Regions from separate parts of the Mus musculus genome. Here all the other regions are linked to region 3. A link is a contact called in public Hi-C and promoter capture Hi-C data. All regions are on one chromosome and are shown on one strand. Each heading gives the region's core, a stretch centred on a gene start, on an enhancer-like site or on the middle of the called end of the contact. The rest is flanking DNA. Distances are from core to core; before and after follow the strand shown. Region 1 holds the start of Plpbp (pyridoxal phosphate binding protein). Region 2 holds the start of Erlin2 (ER lipid raft associated 2). Region 3 holds the start of Hgsnat (heparan-alpha-glucosaminide N-acetyltransferase). Region 4 holds the start of Brf2 (BRF2, RNA polymerase III transcription initiation factor 50kDa subunit).

What was found. Promoter capture Hi-C pulls out the DNA fragments that hold promoters and counts their contacts. Hi-C and Micro-C count contacts between places; a contact is called where the count stands out from the background. Capture Hi-C pulls out chosen DNA fragments and counts their contacts.
Region 1: a contact with region 3 is called in a Hi-C map of B cells, with 8 read pairs. The contact joins the promoter of Plpbp here to the promoter of Hgsnat in region 3. A contact is called at or near these places in 5 of 39 promoter capture datasets (3T3-L1-derived adipocytes, hematopoietic stem and progenitor cells, hippocampal neurons and 1 more), 1 of 484 Hi-C or Micro-C datasets (B cells), 2 of 115 datasets of contacts at active chromatin or transcription factors (embryonic stem cells and extraembryonic endoderm stem cells) and 1 of 9 other capture datasets (adipose tissue).
Region 2: a contact with region 3 is called in a promoter capture Hi-C map of liver, with 2.4 times the contacts expected there. The contact joins the promoter of Erlin2 here to the promoter of Hgsnat in region 3. A contact is called at or near these places in 13 of 39 promoter capture datasets (the 3T3-L1 cell line, 3T3-L1-derived adipocytes, the C10 cell line and 8 more), 1 of 15 datasets of contacts at CTCF or cohesin (large pre-B cells), 5 of 115 datasets of contacts at active chromatin or transcription factors (acute myeloid leukemia, astrocytes, bone marrow-derived macrophages and 2 more) and 3 of 9 other capture datasets (embryonic stem cells, liver and macrophages).
Region 4: a contact with region 3 is called in a promoter capture Hi-C map of neutrophils, with 4 times the contacts expected there. The contact joins the promoter of Brf2 here to the promoter of Hgsnat in region 3. A contact is called at or near these places in 3 of 39 promoter capture datasets (liver, neutrophils and pre-B cells).

Annotation. Positions count from the first base shown.
Region 1 is chr8:27,041,246-27,043,981 of GRCm38.p6, reverse strand. Plpbp (pyridoxal phosphate binding protein) reads right to left here and starts at 1,427. Exons shown (of 8, transcript NM_054057.4): 1 at 1,269-1,427. The coding sequence starts at 1,367.
Region 2 is chr8:27,022,456-27,025,429 of GRCm38.p6, reverse strand. It overlaps Erlin2 (ER lipid raft associated 2), which reads right to left and starts at 1,611. Exons shown (of 12, transcript NM_153592.3): 1 at 1,524-1,611; 2 at 252-373. The coding sequence starts at 358.
Region 3 is chr8:25,975,401-25,978,143 of GRCm38.p6, reverse strand. It overlaps Hgsnat (heparan-alpha-glucosaminide N-acetyltransferase), which reads left to right and starts at 1,400. Exons shown (of 18, transcript NM_029884.1): 1 at 1,400-1,619. The coding sequence starts at 1,433.
Region 4 is chr8:27,127,191-27,129,890 of GRCm38.p6, reverse strand. It overlaps Brf2 (BRF2, RNA polymerase III transcription initiation factor 50kDa subunit), which reads left to right and starts at 1,259. Exons shown (of 4, transcript NM_025686.2): 1 at 1,259-1,470; 2 at 2,372-2,431. The coding sequence starts at 1,317.

The DNA.
Region 1 (2,736 bases), core at 178-2,677, 1.1 Mb before region 3:
AACAAAACCCAGCAGCATCCTTCATGAAGGGAAGGCAACATCCTGTTTAGCAGGGAGGTCACTTCTGGCTTCTGATACACGAAGGTAAATAGTTTAGAAACTCATTTTGGTCCTGATGTAATTATTAATAACGCTTCCACTCACCCTGGAAGAGGCTCAATTGAGATAAAGACATACACTGCCTTGTTCAGTCTATGAATCAACCAACAGTCAGCAGAGTTGACAACGAGACACCCACAACTCAGTGTTCAGGATTAGATTCACGCAAAGTCTCCTCACATCCATTACATAAAATGAAGGGTTTCCCTGCTTTCCTTACGTCTACCCCACCGTTTCTGAGACTGTCACAGAACCACAGTGCTCTCAAGGACTTGGAGACGTCACATCAATTACCACACGGTCTCCTGCTGCCTCCTTCTGAGGGACTGACTGTGTCTAATTCCTAGTGTGATGATGAACTAACTGGAGGCTTCCAGAGACAAATCGGTCAAGCAGGCCTAACTCCCGAGGCGGGCTGCATTAGGGAAATCCCGAGAACTCCGGTACCAGGAAGGTGGTAGGAACTCCCAAGGCTCTCTTAATTTCCTTCCCCTGTGAGGAACCCTAGCTAGGGCTAGAGTAGTTAACTGGACATGCCCAGACATCAGGTAAGAGAAGACTATGTTAATTCAGCCTTCGGTTTTCAGGCATCATTTTGAAATCTCAGACCATGAACACTAGATCAGAAAGGAAAGGTGTTTGATTTTTTTTTTTTTTCTGTCTCACTTCACATAACGTAGCTTAATTTGCATGGAGAAAAGCAGATACTGGCACCGGTCTAGAAGTCCAATGGGGGACATAACAACCATACGAAAATAACAAACGCTTGTGACAGGGCACCTGACAGCTCCCGCCCGCTCTGTGTGTGTCAAGTTCACGCGCAGCTAGACCACGGCTCGCGGCCGCCGCAACGCACGTGATCGCGGGTGGACACGGCCCTCCCAGGGCTCTAGTACCGTGGTGACGAATGGCGTGGTGGTACCGAGGGCAATGACGAATGGCGAGACGCCTGGATACGAGTCACTTGCCCTAAATGAACACCTTTCTCCAACCAAGCCAACCTCCCGGCAAGTCCCGATCCTCAAGGCCAGACCGACCGCCATGGAAACCCAGCGATCCCCTCTGCAGCCCCCGCCCCTCCGGGAGCCCCTTCTGCGTCACCGTGACACCTCGTCCCACGTAGGTGTCCCCCTTCCAGCCCTCCCCAGTGCCCTTCCGCCGGTCCTCACCCGCGGCCGCCGCGCCACACTCTGCTGGACTCGCTCGTTCACGGCCCGCAGCGCGAACCCGACTCCCAGCTCCGCCGTCATGCTGCCACCTCTCAACATTCCCAAGAGGATGCCCGGAGGACCCGCGACTCACCGAGCCCACCTTCCGGTCCCGCCCCCTTCCTGAGAGGTCCAATCGCCGCTCACCATCCAGCCACTTCCCCAGCGGAGGTTGGCCACCCAGGCGGGCGCCATCTTGGGGAAGGCGGAGGTTACCCGGACTGAAAGCCTCCTAGGGAGTTCAAGGGCTGGGCGGGCCGGTATAAACCAAGACATTAAAGTAACTTTCATTCATCCGTTCCGTTCCTTTCCTTTTTCCTTTCTTCTTTTCCTTTCCCTTCCCTCCCCTCTCCTTCCCATTTTTAAATTTCTTTCGAGACAGGGCTTCTCTGTGTCCTGGCTGTCCTGGAACTCATTCTCTAGATCAGGGTGGCCTTGAAATCCCAAGTGCTGGGTCTAAAGGCGTGTGCCACCACTGCCCAGCTATTATTTCTTTTTTAAAATATTTATTTTATGTGCGTTGATTTGTTTTGTCCTCATGTATGTATGTGCATGCACCGTCGTATCTGTGGTGCCATGGCCAGGAGAGTTTTGGATCTCGACCTGATGGTTGTGAGCCATCATGTGTGCTGGGGACAGAATTCTGGTCCTTTGCAAGAGCAACAGGTGCACTTGACTACTGATCCATCTCTCCAGCCCCCTTTTAATTTAAATATTTTTATTTATATTTTTGTTGTGTGGGTGTTTCCCCTGAACGTTAAGTCTGTGAACTGCCACAGAGGTCAGAGGAGGGCATAGAACTCTCTGGAACTGATGAGTGGATAGATGGGTGCTGGGTTCTGAACCTCTATAAGAGCAGTAAGTGCTCTCTCTCCATTCCCAGACTTTAGGAGTAATGATATTGAAGGTAAATGCCTCTTCATATACTGCTGTCACCACAGTGAAAAAAACCCCAAAACCTGAAAGGGCCCAGAAGGCTGTTACAGAGTGAGCCTAATGAGAAGCTGGCTGTGGAGCTGCAGTTGGGAAGTACTAGTCAGGAATAAGTGGGTCAAGTTTAAAGGGTTCGTGAAGGCTGGGATGGACGTGAAGTCAAAGAGATGCTCTGCTTCAAAAAATTGAAGGTGATAAGACAGGTCAGGGGTCAGAGGCGCTTGCTGTCCAAAGTCATATGGTGGAAGGAGAAAGCAGACTCCTGCAGATCTCCACATGAATGCCAGGGTGTCTGAGCATGTGCGCATGCACAAGGATGTATACATACATATGTACACAGATGTAAAAATGAGACCTATAAATACTACAGATTTAGGGTGGGGCCTCTATCTATCTATCTATCTATCTATCTATCTATCTATCTATCTATCTACCTACCTACCTACCTACCTACCTACCTACCTATCTGCACATATACATAAACACACACAGAACC
Region 2 (2,974 bases), core at 362-2,861, 1.0 Mb before region 3:
ACTGGGACTGTGCCAACTTTTGGAGAAGCAGCCTTGCAGGGTGGAGACAAGATTCTTCAGGTGATGAAAGAGAAAACTATGTCAAGAGATGATCTTGGAAGAGCAATGGTTCCTTCAGATTTTGCTTTTAAACCCACAAATTCATATCAGCAGCACCTTAAAATACTAAAGGCAGTTTTAAGTTTATAGACTTAAATAAAGACACGCGTGCACCTTATAAGCGGTGAGGGAGCCATCTGTCTCTGCCTTACCTGTAATATACTCCAATATGTCCCTCTTCTATCTTGTGCACAGCTGAGAAGAGAGATGCACAAAAGAAACTGGAAGCCACGGCCACAACAGCTCCCAACTGAGCCATCAGTGAACCTGTATCCTAGAGAGAAGATATGGGACAATGTGTAGCCTGACGTACAGGAGAGCCACCAAGCTGAAGCTCACGTAAAGTGATTCTGGGGCAGCCTGCTGTAACACACACACACTACTTGCCAGATCTACAACTCACTGTGTCCTTGTTCTCAGTCAACATTCCGTTCCTTAACTGTGGAAGTATAATTCCCATTGAAGCAAGGGGGCATTAGCTCCAGAAACAGCTATACCTAAGAGAGATTTGGTGCCATTTGGGCAAGGTTCAAAACACAGCCTTCTCTCCCCTTCACGTTAACATGTTGTCAACAGAGCCATTTATACTTGTAAGGAAGAGAGGCAGCTGCAGGGTGCTGGCCCAAATTACAGAGGATGTCAAATGACAGGCAGCTGTGGCTATGTATTTCTGGTCAGAGCCTCCTACTTCTAATTGCCTGCCATTTCGAAGGAAACCACCAGTCATTCCCTTAGGACCCTGAGGGGGGGAAGAGAGAGAGGGAGGGAGGGAGAGAGAGAAGAGCAAGCAACTGAGTTCCGACGTAGGATTCTCTCTCTGATCTGTCCTCCACCTTCTCTGTTGTTCCTTTGGACTTAAACGGGACAGATCTCTATGTAAAACTGTAACACATTCTCCCATATCCTTTGCCCCCGCAAGCCCCATGGTTATAGGAAACTGGAAATGTCTCAGGCTGGAGACTCTGGACTACTCCGAAGTGAGGGTGGGGTGGGGTGGGGTGGGATGTCCCCAAATGTCCAGGGTCCCAGATGCCACAGAGTTACATGTAGACACTCATTTCCTGAACCCTGAAGGATCTGGAAAACACTACAGTGACGGACGTGCACACCGGGCACAGGGCACGGAGTCCACCTCTCAGGTCTGACTAATTTACTTATTTTTTACCGTAGCGGCCTTCAGCTACCGAGCAGCAGGAGTGTCCTCTCTGCAAATGTCCTCACTACCACCCCAAAGCCACCTCTTGCCCTTTCCCCGCCCTCCTCCGCGAGGCAGACACGGCCGAGAGCTTCCGCTCGGACCCGTGGGCAGGGGACTGGACTCCCGGGTGGGCGAGCTGAGGGGGCTCAGGACGTCAGCTCCAGCCGCGCCCACCCCCCGAGCCTCAGCGATGCCGAGCGTGCACGGAGGGGCGGCGGCCGCGTACCAGGCTGTCCCTCCAGGCGCTCCGTACACAGCCGAACCCCCGTGCAACCGTAGAAACCGCCACACCCCTCAGCACCCTACTTCCTTCCGGGCCAGTCGCTTCGATGACGCCATCAGTCCGCGCGCGCGCAAAAAATAAAAAAAATAAATAAATAAAAAGAAGACCCCGCCCACACCACACCCCTGTGCTCGTCCGGCCGCTCCGCCCCCTCGCGCTGCGAGCCGCAGTGTTCGGCGGTGGCGCCAGGGGACGCTCGCGAGCTGGCACACTGGCTGCGCACCTAGGCTTGCGGGTTTTAGGATGCCCAGGGCTGGCAGAGCGGGCTCCGGACACCAAGGCTCTGGTATCACCTTCCGAGGCGCTGGCTTCGGAGGTTGCTAGAGATTCTCCTTCGCTTCAAGTCCGAGCTGGATTTCTTTTCTTCTTCCGGAGCCGGGATCAATGCGATGCAGCGTTCTTGTCCTTCTGCTCGCTTCTTTTCCTGCTGCATTAGCCGAAGGAAACTTTCAAAGGTGCAGATTATGACGTCGCCAGTCAACAGTCCTACTCTGAGTTGCCCTTTATACTTTTCTGAGAGCTTTGTTTGGCCTTGAGGTCCCCACAGCAACATAAAGTAATTAACAAGGAATTATTGTTCCGATTTTTAATGAACGGATTCTGAAATCTGTGAGTGCTGAGGTCAACAGCAGTTGTTGAAAACTTAGCATTTCCTTAATAGTTCGGGCTTCCTGTCTTGCTTAACACATGCCATGGTGAGCTTTTGTCTGTCATCTGCACCCCCCCCCCCCCGGGGGGGTATAGCAGACCAGGAAGAAAACGTTTTTCCTAGCCTAAAGCCCTCACATGACCTCACCCTGCCATAGCGTTACCTTTGGACATTCATACTGGGCCTTTTCTCCGTTTTGTCCTGGGGCTGGAACTAAGGGCTTTATGGCTGTCCTCTATCCCCAATCTGCTTCTTTAGCAGGAAATTTCTAAACCGGCCACTGCAGTCATTTTGTTTGCAGGCCAGGAAGTGCCCACTTTAACTCCTGCTTTTAGTACATGAAAAGGCTTTTCCGTACAGTAGATGGCCAGTGGTCAATGTCCGACGATTTTAGGACTCAGGAAAAGAAGAGTAAAGGAACCCCTTTGTCTTCTCCCAAAAGCCAAGGCACTGAAACTGAATTCAAAGTTCCGGGAAGCCAGATGTTTGGTGACAGCAGAAGAAAAGCAGCTGCCCCCAATCCCAGACACCCAGTGGCTGCAGAAGAAGACAACAGACCAAGTAGTTTCAAAACAGCTTGTCTAAGGGACCCAGCAAACTCCCCATTCTGCCCCTAAAGATCCCCCTCCCACTTCCCGATTCTTAGCTACAAAACCTGAGGCTTGAAGCATGTGACCTGCCTTCTCCTGGACTCTGGTTCCTGAGTGACTGGGTCCTGTGCCCTGGTCAGAGTGTGGTCCAAACT
Region 3 (2,743 bases), core at 151-2,650:
CTATAATAAAAACCAGATTCATTTCTATCTCGCTGTGTTTAAGTGTGACACACAGAGCACACCCTTGATCGAGAGGAAAGTAGTTTGCCTTGTCCAGACACTTCGGGTGCAGTGATGGTCTCTTTCTTTGTGACCCAGAACATATTTCTAACATATTGTGGGGGAGTCCACCAGAGAAGACTACTTGGATATGGGTTTAAGCCAATAGGAAGTCCTTATTAGCTGGTGAACTCTTTAGCACAACACTATACCCTGTGTTGCAATACTCTAGTTAAAAAGAACAGTTAGCCAAAAGCCAAAACCAAGGTTATTATCTTTAGAGACTTTCCCAGAACTATGGGTTTTGATGGATTTAGGCCTTTGTTTTAGTTTTGGTGGGTGCTACATTTTATATGCTGATTATAGAACATGAATGGGTCTTTCACTAAGGCAGTTGTGCTCCAGTCTGGGGATCCATTACAAAGAAATATTAAGAAACATGTTCAGAACTGGATTCAGTGACATTGGAACCTGAAACTTTTCAGCACAGGGTGTTTTGTTTTGTTTTTTCTTTTTTCCATTAAATCTTGGGATCCATTCTATACGTTATAATTTTGACCACTGTTGTGTTTAGTAACAAAAGAATGTGATTCTTTAAATGAGGTTGCTGGTATGTTTCTTTGCATAGTTGAATTTGTAAATGAGTCCATCAAAAAAAGTAAATAAACTCATTACAAAGCTAAGTGCAACCAGTTTCCCCTTCATCATCCTATGGAAGCCTCTCACAGGTGGAAATGGGAAGATCTGTTGTTCATTTCCACTGCTGCATGGCGCGATGCTGTCTCGTTGACGGCCATTCAGATTGCCCACACGATTTTGCAACTACAATTTTATTACAAACATCATGCCTGCCCTCTTTCGCGTGTGATGGTTTCTCCCGGAATACAGACAGCAGTGTGGTTTATAAGGTCCTCATCCCTGGACACCTTAAACTTCCACAGACTGGCAGCAACCTGTGCAAGGCCAGAAACAGGAGACCTTTTAAGGGGTGTATCATTCACTCTAGGTAGTGAACGCCCAGAGTTTGTGCGTGTAAGGGGGAAGCTCTGTAGTCATTTTTACTAAGGACTCTCCTAGAAGGTGAGTAACACGTATCTGTACGTTGAAAGGCTAAGATGCAAGAATTTAGAACGTTCAGGGAATGGTGAGGGAGTGGATGACTGGGAAAGCAAAGACCACTCTTTTGCGGTTTTCTCCCGATGGGACAGAAACACTGTGCAGAGGGTAGAAAACAGCCTGGCTGCCCTCCTATGGTGGACACTAGCTGGACGCATGCTTTCCCAGCTGGGCGGGGCTTAGGAAGCTTCCGCGGGGCGTGCCTAGGAGGGAGCGGCCCCGCCCTCTCCCCGCCATCCCCTGCGGGACAGGAGCGGTGACGCCACGGGAGCGGGCGATGACGGGCGGGTCGAGCTCGCGCAGGCGCCGGGCAGAAGAGCGCAGCTCGGCTGCGGGGACAGAGCGCAACTCCCGGAGAGAGGCTGTGGGAGGCATGGGCGCGGGCCCGGCGCTGGCAGCGCTGCTGCTGGCCGGGTCGGTGCTGAGCGCCACGCTGCTGGCCCCCGGCCGCCGGGCGGAGCCAGGTGAGCGAGCGGCCCCCACGGCTAGGGGTAGCGGGGACCGTGCGTGGGCCTGCCCCGGACCTCCCCACGGCCCGCGGGGCGCAGGACTTGAGCGTCGCGCCCGGTCCACGCTGGGGTGGACCGCAGTGCCGGCGTCGCAGGAGCCGCGACCCGGGTCTGGCTTCCCAGGTTCAGTTGAAGGACCTTGGGGCTGGGTGCTCTGTCCGTCTCCGAATTCACCAGGGGGAAGGGTGAAAAAATAGGAATTCTGGGACTTCTCTTGACTCAGGTCTGAAGGTTCATAGGGTCCCGCAACTCCATTTCACAAACTCCTATCGAGAGGATAGTTTGGGTCGAGGACTGAGGCAAGTGAACACCCACTTCTACCCCAAACCCCCACCCCTTACCTTTATGCATTGTTTGGGATAGGGCCTGTCACCTGGCAAGGTATGTCACCTGCCTTTTTCCTATCCATCTCATCCCCTTTTCTGTATAGAAATTGGAATGTGGTGCCTGTGTTGAACACCCCTTCAGCTTCCAAACTTTAAAAAAGACATTGAAACAATGCAAAAAGCACGAAGAACGGTGTGAGTTACAATTTGCAATTACAACCCGTCCTTGGGAGGAGAGAGTTAAAAGAAAATCCTGCTGAGTTTGGGGTCTGGCCAGGGTGTTTGAACTTTTCACTGCTGCTCTTATTTGAAGCTTCCTGGGGGGGCAATTCTGACGTTCAGCTAGGCCTGAGGGACTCTACATGCTCCCAAATTATATAGTAACAATGTCAAGCTCTTTCTGAGCCTAAAACCCACATGGCAAATCTAAGCGTAAAACATACTACTAAAGACTAAGAAGTAGAAATCCAGCCATTCTGTCCAGGAAAGGATGCTGTTGTATAGGGTGAAGAGTAGTTGCACAGGGAGTTACTCTCACTGGAAAAGGAAGACTGTCAAGAATGAACGGTAGGTAGCCTGGATAGATGACTCCAGCTTAAGAGAATTGGCTGCCCTTTGATACCACCTACCCATGTCAGGGCACAACCACATATGACTCAAGTTCTAGGGGTTCTGATGCCATCTTCTGGCTTCTTTGGGTACCAGGCACTCATGTGGTATGCATACATACATACATACATACATACATACATG
Region 4 (2,700 bases), core at 10-2,509, 1.2 Mb before region 3:
TGTGTGTGTTTGAAGGCCAGATGTAGTAGCAAATGTCTTTAATCCTAGCACTCAGAAGGTAGAGAGAGGCAGATTTCTGTGAGTTTAAGACTATCCTGGTATATATAATGAGTTCCAAGACAGCCAGAGATATACAGTGACTCTTGTCTTAAAGTACAAAACAAAACAAAACACCCAAATCAAACCAACAATAAAATCCGACAATTTAAAATGCATTCTTACCAACTCCTAGCCTCCATCAATTCAGAAGATAGCATCTGAAACCCATGGAAAGGGTTTCCCCATATTCTGTAATGTTATTACCAGTGGTCCCTATCGTATGATATATGGCTCTCTTTGTTCTAAATCTAATGCAATCTTCATGTAACCACTTAACAGTTCTATGTGTTATTTGGAGAAACTTGTATCTATCTGTTCCTGGGCTCAAGTCCTCCTTTTTGGCTCTAGCATAAACTCTTGTACATCCTCTTTGAGGAGAGAACTATGGTTTTTCATGCTATTCTCTGAAGATATTTAAATCTACCACTCAAGATTTTAGTTCATCTTATTGTATTTATTTAGAGACATGTTCTTATTAAGTTGCTCTGACTGGACTGAACTCATTATGTACACCAGGCTTGGCTCAATCTCTACCTCCTAAATGCTAGGATTAAAGAAATATGTTGGAAAACAACAACAACAAGAGAGACTTTGAAAGAGAGACGGCAACTTAGTGTGGGGAGGTCCGTAGAGTACAACACAATTTACTGCTCTCTCACTGCAGAGTGATCTATTTTCTACTACGGTCAAACTTAACGTTCCTTACTACATAGAAAGGAAAAAACTGGTTCCACTTTTTTGAAGGGAGTTAAATCAGGCATGGTAATACAAGCCTGTAATCCCAGCATGTAGTAGGCAGAGGCAGGAGGATCAGTATTTTAGGTCAGCCTGGGCTACATAAGCATGATAGGCTAAAAAATAAATTATAAATTGGATAATATATTTTAAAAAATAGTGTTTTGCAGACAACAATTCCACATCTGTGGTTTGTGTCAACTCCCCACGTGGCCTAACCACAAAAACCCAGAGAGCCTGAGAAACAGTTAAATCCAGGAACCTCCCTTTCTAACTCAGGTTTCTACCCGAGTCCACAGAAGGGATCGGAAGTGGCGTACTGCCGAGGGGAGGAGCAAACTGCCAGCCGATTGGCCAGCTGGCCGGAGGAGGATGGTGCATCCGGAATAAGCGCCCCTCCACTTTATTGCCGCTGCCCAGTTACAAGTTCTCTGGGAGTTTGTGCCTGACGGCGGTACCGCAGCCCTGGACCGACCGACGAGATGCCGAACGGAAGCCGCTGCCCGGATTGCGGCTCCTCCGAGCTCGTGGAAGATTCGCATTATTCTCAGAGCCAGCTGGTGTGCTCCGACTGCGGCTGCGTGGTCACCGAAGGGGTCCTAACTACCACCTTTAGCGACGAGGGCAACTTCAGGGGTACTGGTCTTGAACCCGGGGATCGCCAGCCTTGGGCGGTGGAGTCCTTAAACCCAGCTCCCTCTTTCCAGCCTCCTCCCTTTCTTGGCCATGCGCACAGTTAAATGTGAGAGAATTGGGCTTAAGTAAACAGATGAGCTGGAGGAGGGTGCGATCCATCTGATTTCCCAGTACCTACAACGGTGTCTGGCATTGGGTGGGTATATTGGTTGGTGAATGAACGAAACGATAAAGGTTTCATTCGTCTTGTCAGACCTAGTCAGTGTTGAAGGAGTGCCGGTAAATTATTTGAAAATAACAACACGAACCATCATCTCCTAGCAGGTTTTAGCACTAATTGGCAACTTGCTCTCCTCTGCGTTCCACGCCATTGCTCTAGTACAGCGGTTCTCAACCGGTGGGTGGTGACCGCCGTGGTGTCCACAGAATCTTTCACAGGAGTCCCCTAAGACCATCCTGCATATAGGCGGTTTACATTATGATTCATAATGCAATTCATAATTCTCTTTTTTTTCTGTAGCTAATGCAATCTTCGTGTAACCATTACAAAATTACAGTTATGAAGTAGCAACGAAAATAATGTTAAGGTTGGGGGTCACCACAACGTGAGGAACTGTATTAAAGGGTGGCAGCATTAGGAAGGTTGAGAACCACTGCTCTAGCCCTTGGCTAATGCAGCCCTCAAAAGTGAATGTATCAGAGAAATTATTGGAAAATCAGAATTGCCAGTGCAGCTTTTAAAAATACAGTTCTGTCCTATTACTTTTACATAGATGGGTATCTTCTCTGAGGTAGAAGTAGATACACAGTCATTTGAAATCTCCCTGGCCTTATGCAGTCAGAGGGCAAGGAGGAGGTGAACGAAGGCCAGCTGGGTAATTTGTTGTTTGCTATTTTACAGAAGTGACATATTCTCGAAGCACTGGGGAAAACGAACAAGTTAGTCGCTGCCAGCAACGAGGTGAGAATCAAACTTTTTTCCCCCTTAAATTTCAGCTTTGCTTTTATTTATGTCACTGTTTAATGTTTTGATATTATGTGTATGGGTGTTCTTACTGCATGTATGTGTGTGTGTGCAGCATGTGCATGCCTGGTGCCCATGGAGTTAGAAGAGGGGGTTGGATCATCTGGAATTGCAGTTATAGATGGTCGTGAGCAGCCCTGTGGATGCTGGGAAGCAAACCCCAGGTCGTCTACAAGAGCAATAGTGCCTTTTAACTGCTGAGCCAT